Regions from separate parts of the Gossypium hirsutum genome. Here region 1 is linked to region 2. A link is a contact called in public Hi-C data. All regions are on one chromosome and are shown on one strand. The core of a region is the stretch at or near the end of the contact, and the rest is flanking DNA. Distances in the headings are between cores, read along the strand shown.

Region 1 (5,123 bases), core at 142-2,641, 150 kb before region 2:
AGTAGTCTTTATGGGATACACATCGGGGTGGTATTCCTCATTAAATATATCGGGAAATCTTTCCCTAACCCTGATTCCAAGCTGATACAATTCCTCTTCTCCTTTGATATCCAACTCTCCACCTTTCAGTTTCCCTTTCCAAGGAGACTCCCAGTTATGAAACCAAGCAGGGACTTTTTGTAAGGACAAATTCCTCTGTTTGGCATCTTCTATAAGTTCCTTTATATGAGAAGCCAACTTTTCCATCTCTCTCACCCGCTTCTTTGTAGGAGAACGCGTTCCATGTCTTGCCTAAAAATAAATATTTAAACTAACTTCCCTTTTGTTTGTACTCCCAAGACATTCAACAAGTACTAACTAACCACGCTAGAAATCTCAAGCAAAACAATGACTCTTAAAAGGCAGCACAATGAGTAAGAAGCAATCTCAAAACTGCTATGCTTTGCACAGAATATAACAACAGCAAATCTTAAAGATATCCAATAAGCTAACAATTGGAAACAATGCACAATACTTACCCTACTTCTCCCATGCATCTAAAATCAAACTTTGTAGTAAATCTTCCATAAATTTGGTTCAGTGGGGGCATATTATTAAAGAATAATTATGCTAAATTTTGTAAAGACAAACTTCATCTAACAATAAAATGTAGATCCAAAATATACATCTACTCCATATTAACTTAATCTCAACACCATTTCTAGCTGCCGCGAATAATTAAAAACTCAAATTTCATGAAAATAAAACAAAATTACCACAAGATTTAAGTGGATAGGAGTACAGCCTTGAGGAATATCAGATGGTATAAACGAATTGTCAACAATATCTTTCACAGCACCATATCTGCTCCAAAAAAAAAGGAATAAATAAGAAAAAAACTAAAATAATAATATAAACCTGATTCAAAATTGTAAAGATGATGAAACTACGATTCAATGAGATAGTGAAGAAGAGCGAGACCTTGTTACAGTAGAGAGGTGTTGACGAACATCGAAATCTCGATCAGCTTTTGAATTTGAAAATAACGTTAAAAACAGCAACAAAATTGCTGCCATGGCCATTTTCTTCAGAGACCCTTTTTTGAAAATTAACTGGGAAGAAAAATGGAGGGTTTTAATAAATAGACTGAAAATGAAAGCTTTGGGTTTGGGTTGAAAACCGCCATTAACAATTCCATGCTACCCGCGTACTGAATTGAAGCGTCTGAGTTATTACTACACGTTGATCTAGATTACTTTTGGGGTTAAATAATTGTTGACCATATTTTCCACGGTGTTAGATTAAGATCGCTATCCTAAACTGGCGCAGCGCCAGCGGCTGCTTTCCTTTGCTTGTCTTTTTACCTTTCTTAGAATTTGGGTTTCGAATTCTCACTTGCGTTAATCCGAATTATTTCATTTCCGCCCATCCCATTAATATGATGGGAGATTGGGTTTGAGCTTTGAACTAACAAAGACTACTACCATTGGGAAAGTTATGGGAAAAATAACACTAGCCTAACTTGTTATTTGATAGATTAAAATAACAATTAAGTTATTTAGAGAACTAGCCACCAATTTTGGGGTTGCATCAATGGACTTATTAAAACAAAACCACCAAAAGTTAATTTAGAGGTTACAACTCGTTAAACTTCACTTACTCTGTTCTTAGGTGATGAAATTGATTCTTGGAAATGTATTTATCGAATAGAAGAGGAAAAATCCTACAAATAAAAAAATCTACTTTAGGGGAAATGGAAAGTCTTCCAAACTTGTTCTTTACCATAATATATTTATGGTGATAAAAGGTAACATTTTTGGGGAATTTGTTCATCTCAAGATTACACTATCCTGCAACCAGAAGTGACTTATTCCAAGAGAACCTTCAAGTAAGGGTAAATAGATTTTTAAAGCTAATTGAAGAATATTCTTCTCAATGTTCCTTATAATCTAAAAAATACAATAATAACATATGTTAAGAAGCATTTTATAGTTGTTTAGGGGTCATATTTTTCAATTGCAATATCTCTAAAAACTAAGGATGATGGAGCAAATGAAAACCCACTTCAAATAGATGCAATGGGAGATAAAAGCCCCATCCATTGGTTGTAACTTCACTTATTTGGTGTGATCTTAAGGGAAACAAGAACTCATATTTATAATGATACAGCTTGAGACACGGTACATCAACATGGTTATCTCCCCTGTGGTAGTGATGCATAACCGATTTTCACTTTCCATTGAAGCATTTCTCTTTGCAATCTTGAAGGATCGTCGATGATTTTGTAAGACAAAATGAAAAAATTGAGAGGACAAAAAGACAAGAAGAAGCAAGTTTTCGATGACGACAAAGGCCTTAAAGTCGCAAAAGAGCCGTATTTATAACTACCTGGGTGGGAAATTGAAGCAACACTTTTAAGCGAAGGCAGTAACAAAGAAACAATGTATTTTGAAAAACATCAATCAAAGGCAAACATGTGTCTAAAAGCAATCAATACACAGATATAATTATCAGGGTAGTAATTATGAGTTTTAAACTCTTTACATGTTTAATTGGGGGTTTATGACTGGATTCTAGCCGAATTCAGTAGGCTCACCACTAAATTAATGTTCGGTTGATTACAATGACTTATTATGGTCCGCATGGACTAGGCCTTATTTCGGCAAAAGGCAGCATAGGCATTTCCTTCCCTCACCACTGAATGGTAATTCAGCCAAGGTGGAATAAGATTTTATTTCCATTTTCAAATTTTGCCCCTCACCTTTCTAAAACCCTCCTTCTTCAACCCAACAGCTCCTCTCACCCAGCCTCTCTTGCTTTCTTCGCCTCCGGCCACTTTCAGTTCTCCGCTATTTCATGTCAGTCAATTGAAGTCACCAGTTCCTCCGTTCTTCTCGACAGCCTCTGTCTTGTTTATGCGTTCAGTTTAGGGGTTTGCTCTGTTCTGTTTTTTTTTTTTTGCTTTTCTTCTCTATGGTTCTTGTTTATAGGAGAGAAATAATTCTTGATTTTGGTTCCTCCCTAATGTTTTATAGTTCAGATTTAGTTCATCTGTGCCCTTTTTATGGTTCTATGTTTTGTTGACCTAGTTTAGGATGGTGGTTTCAAACTTTTGTGATGTATATCAAAGTCTAAATTCCCTATATGGATTAAATTTGGGATATCTTCACATTTGGTGGTCTTTGTTGATGCTATTCTGCACTGAACCAATCTATCTCTATGTTGCTTGATTTGCATTGTCTAAACCCTATACCAGTGGTTGCAGGTTGATAGGCCACTTGGCTTAATTACTTACTGCTTGTTGTTCCTCCTGATTACTGCATTTGCTTGTAATTTCTGGTTCTTGCTTCTGTAGCCTCATTGCATTCTATTATTTCTACTAAGCAACATAACTCGGACTTGACTTACTCTCTCGCTATAGTAATCTGGAAATAGATGGAAACGTATTTATGAAATGTTGTTCTGCATTTTTCTTCACAAGTACATTTTCTAGAAGCATTTTTTATATAAAGGGAAGGGGGTAGTGGTTGTCCATGGATCGAATTCAGGATGGGTGTCAACTGAAGACTTGAACACAAGTCCTTTGCCACTTCACTCGTGGTTCATTTGACTTCCTAGAAGCATATTTAGTGCCTGCTCTCTTTTACTTTGTTGTGATTTTATGGTGGCTTATTTCCTATTGGAATATTGTTCAGGACGGCACAATAATTTGTTTGGAAGTTTGTTATTTACGTGTTTTTTATTTTCTGTTTTGTGTTTAATCTGAGATGAAAATGTAAATATCGTACTGATATGTTTTTCTAAACCCAAAAATTAGGGCTTTGAATTGCATTATTCTCCCCTTAAGTTGCTTTGTTTTTAAGAATTTCCCCTTACCCTCAGGATTTTTTCTTTTATTTAAAAAAAAAAAAAACTAAAATGAGACGAATAACTAATGCCTTTCTTGATGTTCAGGTGAAGGAAGCAGTACAACTAGCATGATGTGGAGTCAGGTATTCATGGAACTGTGACTGAAAGTTTTCATAAGTGGGGTATTCCACTTGAACTAATTTAAATGAATGGTTAAAGGTTTTTTGAACTGTGGTCTCCATATAAGTGTATTATGGTTCGAGTTTTTTTTTTTTTTTTTTTCTTGTTGGACATATTTTCTATGGAGAGAGCACATTAACGAGGAATTACTATTTGTGGTCCTACCAACTCGTAGGAAGGGTGCCTCTGTTTTACTTGGTGAATATGATCTATGTCTGTAAGAGGAGTTTGTTACTGGTTTGTATTTTTGAATGTGATCATCAGTTTTTCTGTTTGTCTGATTTCATCTTATAAATTCACTATTTAATGGAACTCATGAATTGATGTATGTGACATATATCATTTGTACATATATAGACATTTGCTTGTAAATACTTAGATGGTCGTCTATTGTTATTTTTCATTCTTTCCTACATACATGCAACTACAAAACTGCAATAATATGTCAGGAAGAATTTGGGGTTCTCACTTCCTGCATTCCCAAGATGTTCACTTGGAAATTTTTGGATATTGAATGATATGTTTGGTTGTAGCTACTAGAATGGTTGTGTATTTGTGAATGGTATGCTTATACTTTTAACAAGACTGGAATGGTTGTAAAACTAAAACCTCATCAAGTTCTTTGCAATTTGATGCTTGCGATCGATGCTTTTAAAACACATGTAAATGCAATTTCATGCAATTTTCACAATGTTTTTTTAAATTATTTTTGCTCCTACAGTCTATTATATAATTTTTGTATAATATTGAAGACATTATTATTTGCAAAGATATGAATTTTTGTTTAATAAAGTAGATTATATATAAAAAATAATATTATATATTATGATTTTTATTAGTTCATATTTTAATAATAATTATATTAAAAAATTAATATAATAATTATATTAAAATATGATTAAATATTTACTTTTATTTTTATTAAATTATATTTAATAATAATCTTATTAAATTTAATAACAATAACAATAATTATCTATCTACAAAAATTCTACTAATGGTATTTTGGTCATTTGAGCCTTTTTTCTTATGCTATTATAATATTTATTTCATTTAACTAAACACACGAATATTATTATAGCTCTATTTTATTTCTTTGAACTAAACAATTGAAT
Region 2 (4,598 bases), core at 831-3,330:
CCTTGGGCGTCGTGCATGCCGAGGGCGCACATGGGAAGGGTACAGCGCCAGGGGAGGAGACTAGGGTTTCGGTTTGCCAAGATTGGCTTGATTTTGGGCCTATCGGGCTGTCCTTGTAATTGGGTTTTAGTTTATATTTCTTTTTTGGGTCTGGGCTGATTAGCAATTATGGGCCCGGGTAAATTTAGGTACCTACAGAGAAAATCATAGTCAACCTACAACGAGGAGAGAGCAATTTGGACTTCCATCCTTAGAGCTTGATATTCAGCGTATTAATGGTAGATTGAAAAAATGAGCTTTTAGAAGAAATATGCTTCATATTAAATCCCAAGTACCTACCAAGAGATTTGTTGACATGACTGTGAAGTTTTCTTTAAGCATCTTCATGAATCTGGGAGTCTCAAATAGCTTGAAAAAATTGGTAGGCTAATCATCTGGTCTTGGGGCCTTTAATCGTTTCGTTCACATTTTTCTTCATTTTTTAAAAATAATAAGAATATAATTTTCTTTTTAAAAAATTAAACTCGGCCCAAAATTATATATATAAGAAAAAGTATGAATAAATTGAAAAATATAGTGATAATTTTATAGACAGGTGAGGTGTAGCATGCATAAAATCATCCAACTTGTTTTTTTTTTAATATGATTTATGGTATAATGGTTCACTTGCAATTATGATCCTTTTACTTTTCTTACTTTATGTAATAATGGTTAAATTTCTATTTCAATCTCTATACTACACTCAAATTTGTTTAATTTCAGTTTTGATCCTTTCATTTCTCTTTTTAGATTATATAACGATAATCAAATTTAGTTTTAGTCCCTATATTACGCTTAAATTCAAGATTTTATCTCTATATTTAATTTTTGACATAATTTAATACTTTTCAAGAATTATTTATAAAATTTATCATTTATATACAGAGGAATATATTTTATTGCATAATTTATTATTTAATTTATTAATTATATTTTAAAGTGATTAACTTGCACATTGGATGGTGTCTTGTATTTTAATTCTATCACATCATATTTTTAATCTCAATTTATTAATTATTTTTTTATACCATGTATAAAACTATACATAACTGAATAAAAGGAAAAATGTGTTTCAACATGCTCGAGTCCATATTTTTTTTGTATTTAATAATAATATCAGTCAAACTAAAATTCAGTAGACAATTTAATAGAAACAAAAATATATGGAAATGATTTAGGTGATGCATTGCATCATCCAAGGTGTACAACAAAACAGCTAACTGCTGCTTTATTTTATTGTTAAAGAGTAGACATTATAATAAAAGCATATAAAAATAATGTAAAATGTCACCAAATCCTCACCTAAATGCTAAATTTCTTAAAACAAAGCAACCTTAGTTTATTAAATCACCATCACCATCACCTTTATTTTTTTTTCTTTTAATATTAAATACAATAGCAAAGGTTAAGTTAAATAAATAACATTAAAAATGACATGACATATATATATATATATGTTTAAATATTTCAAGAATTAATTATTTATCTAAAATTTTAAATATAATTATGAAGATAGAAATTGCATATCCATGTCACTAAAGTAGGATAATGATATGGCATCTTTTACATTTTAGGGACAATCCTTAGCTTAAAAGCCAATGGAAAATTATAGCTTCTCCATTACACCATTTACTGCCCACTACCACTCTTTTTTATTTTCTTTAAGAGAAAAAAAATAAATCACTTGAGTAGATCTACAAAACATGTAATTAATGAAAATGAAAATAAAAATAAAAATTAAGAAAACCTATTTCCCCCTCAATATCTATGATGAACTTATTAAGACAAATCATATAGTTTGATTAATGTAGGGGCTAAACAATCATTTTCTAGCTGCAAATTATGCATCATTATTCAACAACACAACGGTACTTTATGTAACCAAAAATAATAAAGAAATTATATATATAAATGCTAATAATATTGAATAATAATTATAATAATTATTTTTTTCTCGGGTTTATATCGAATTTCTATTTAAATAAAATTATTAGAATTATAAATATACGAATTTGAATGATAAAATTAAAATTTCAGAATGAGAACACATGAACCTATTAAATTGCTGAAACAGTAGTGGAAGTAAACCTTTGCATAGTTCTCTCTATATATTAATTCATGAATCCAATCTCAACATTCCTAAACCCTTGTAAATAATTAGAATTCACACACAAATTTAAGGTAAAAAAAAATACAGATTTTTGGGTTTAATTTTAAAGAAACAAAGATATGAAACCACCATTGTCGTCTTCTTCCTCTGCTGTTCTTAGAAAAGCTCGACTCTCTCCCTACCTCTTTACGTTGTTAGCTTTCATTGTTTTCGTTTCTATTCTTTATGGAGAAGATTTCATGTGCATTCTTGGACAACTTGAACCAATTCCAGGCCGAGCCATGTCTAAACCTGGTGAGTTAACTCAACTCAGTCAAACGAGTCAAGCTTTGTTTTTTATTTTTATGTTGTTTGGATTTAACTTGGGAATTGGGGTTGTTGGGGTTAGTGAAAAGAAGAGGGAAGTTGGCATTCGCTATAGGGAAGGGCGAAGAAGGATGTGATATATTCAGTGGGAGGTGGGTGAGGGACGAGTTAACTCGGCCTCTCTATGAAGAATCGGAGTGTCCGTACATTCAACCCCAGTTGACATGTCAAGAACATGGAAGACCTGATAAAGACTATCAGAAATGGCGATGGCAACCTCATGGATGCGATCTTCCTAGGTAAAAACAAATTATTCATATTTTAATGTTTTATTTTATATACTATACTGTGAAAGTAATATAAAGACCCTTCTACTAACAGGTAAATTTAATATTGCATTTTTCATTCAAAAAATTGATTAAATTAATTCTTATATGTTAAATTAAATAGCAAATGAATCATTCTATTAAAAATTGACCCTGTATGGTAGGATGATATACACGTGGCGCTCGTCAACTACGTTTATTTTTATAGTAGAAATGAATGAAATTTTAAATACAAATAACCCATTTACTTTTTTGATTTAACATATAGAAATTAATTTATTTATTTTTTAAATATAATAGACAAAATACAATTTAACTTTTAATATAAAAACTTCAATGATACTTTTACTTCCGATACATAGCCTGAGAATAATTATTATAGAATGAACAGCTTCAATGCGACATTGATGTTGGAAACACTGAGAGGGAAGAAAATGATGTTTGTTGGTGACTCATTGAACCGTGGTCAATTTGTATCAATGATATGTCTTCTTCATAAACTCATCCCTGATGACCAAAAATCCATGAAAACTCATAAAAATGGTTCCCTCACAGTTTTCAAAGCCAGGGTACGTAATTTAATTTAATTTATGATCAATATTTTTTTAAGTTAAAATCTCCATTGATGTTCAAATATTATTTTTTCGTTTTTAAGGATTATAATACGAGCATTGAGTTCTACTGGGCTCCATTTCTCCTTGAATCGAACTCAGATAATGCGATTGTTCATAGGATATCGGATAGAATAGTGAGGAAAGGTTCGATCAATAAGCATGGCAAGAATTGGAAAGGGGTTGATATCTTGGTTTTCAATACCTATTTGTGGTGGATGACTGGACTGGACATGAAAGTCTTGTAGGTGTCGGATATGGATGTATTTAATTTTTTAATATATTTTAAAAAAAATTAAAAATATAATATCAGAAATGTTTCGAATAAAAATATTTATTATATATTTTTGAGCAGGAAAGGATCGTTTGAGGACGAGAATAAAGAAATAATAAAGGTTTCAACTGAGGAAGCCTATGGAATGGGAATGAGAAGCATGTTGAGATGGGCGAGAAAAAATATGGATCGCAAGAAGACTAGGGTTTTTTTCACTAGCATGTCCCCTACTCATGCAAAGTAATTATATAATTTAAAGTTTCGAATTATCGAATTTTTTCTGTTAAATTAATTTGTGTTGGATCGTTCATTTGTTCTTTTGATAGGGGTATAGATTGGGGAGGTGAACCAGGTGAAAACTGTTATAATCAAACAACAATGATTGAAGATCCGAATTATTGGGGTTCAGATAGTAGAAAGAGTGTAATGAAAGTGATTGGGGAAGCGTTTAGTAAATCAAAGTACCCCATTACATTCCTTAACATCACTCAACTCTCAAATTATCGCAAAGATGCACACACATCGATTTATAAAAAGCAATGGAATCCATTGACACCTAAGCAGTTAGCTAACCCGAGTAGCTATGCGGATTGTATTCATTGGTGTTTGCCTGGCCTTCAAGATACTTGGAATGAGCTTCTCTTTGCCAAATTATTTTATCCTTGAATGTATATTTTTCTATTATAGCTTTTGAGGTTTGTTTTGTCAAATGAATTTATATTAAAATTTTGTTTCGGGGAATTCGAAATTTAATTCAGTTGATTCACATAGAGTTTTAATTTTTTATTACGAAACTACCACTTGTTTATCAAATTCTTAGATAATTAGACCCTATTTACACGAATAATTTAGTAAGACTGACAAGCACTGCTTAATTATGTTTTTGGGCCTAATACTGAAATATTTCATTTTGGGAGGGGTTTTAAAGTGGA

Evidence for each region. A called contact is a pair of places that touch in the nucleus more often than the background predicts.
Region 1: a Hi-C map of leaf shows a contact between it and region 2, with 2.1 times the contacts expected there. The contact joins the promoter of LOC121230723 here to the promoter of LOC107962124 in region 2. A contact is called at or near these places in 16 of 34 Hi-C or Micro-C datasets (anther, callus, hypocotyl and 2 more).

The regions. Positions count from the first base shown.
Region 1 is chrA06:120,622,435-120,627,557 of Gossypium_hirsutum_v2.1, reverse strand. LOC121230723 (multiple inositol polyphosphate phosphatase 1) reads right to left here and starts at 1,391. Exons shown (of 12, transcript XM_041116034.1): 1 at 961-1,391; 2 at 756-843; 3 at 1-291. The coding sequence starts at 1,061. It overlaps LOC121230722 (a long non-coding RNA gene), which reads left to right and starts at 2,459. Exons shown (of 2, transcript XR_005928861.1): 1 at 2,459-2,911; 2 at 3,934-4,320.
Region 2 is chrA06:120,475,600-120,480,197 of Gossypium_hirsutum_v2.1, reverse strand. LOC107962124 (protein trichome birefringence-like 33) reads left to right here and starts at 2,080. Exons shown (of 6, transcript XM_016898368.2): 1 at 2,080-2,443; 2 at 2,538-2,754; 3 at 3,173-3,350; 4 at 3,437-3,636; 5 at 3,748-3,906; 6 at 3,993-4,432. The coding sequence starts at 2,269. The coding sequence ends at 4,332. It overlaps LOC107962123 (a long non-coding RNA gene), which reads left to right. Exons shown (of 2, transcript XR_001701521.2): 2 at 1-354.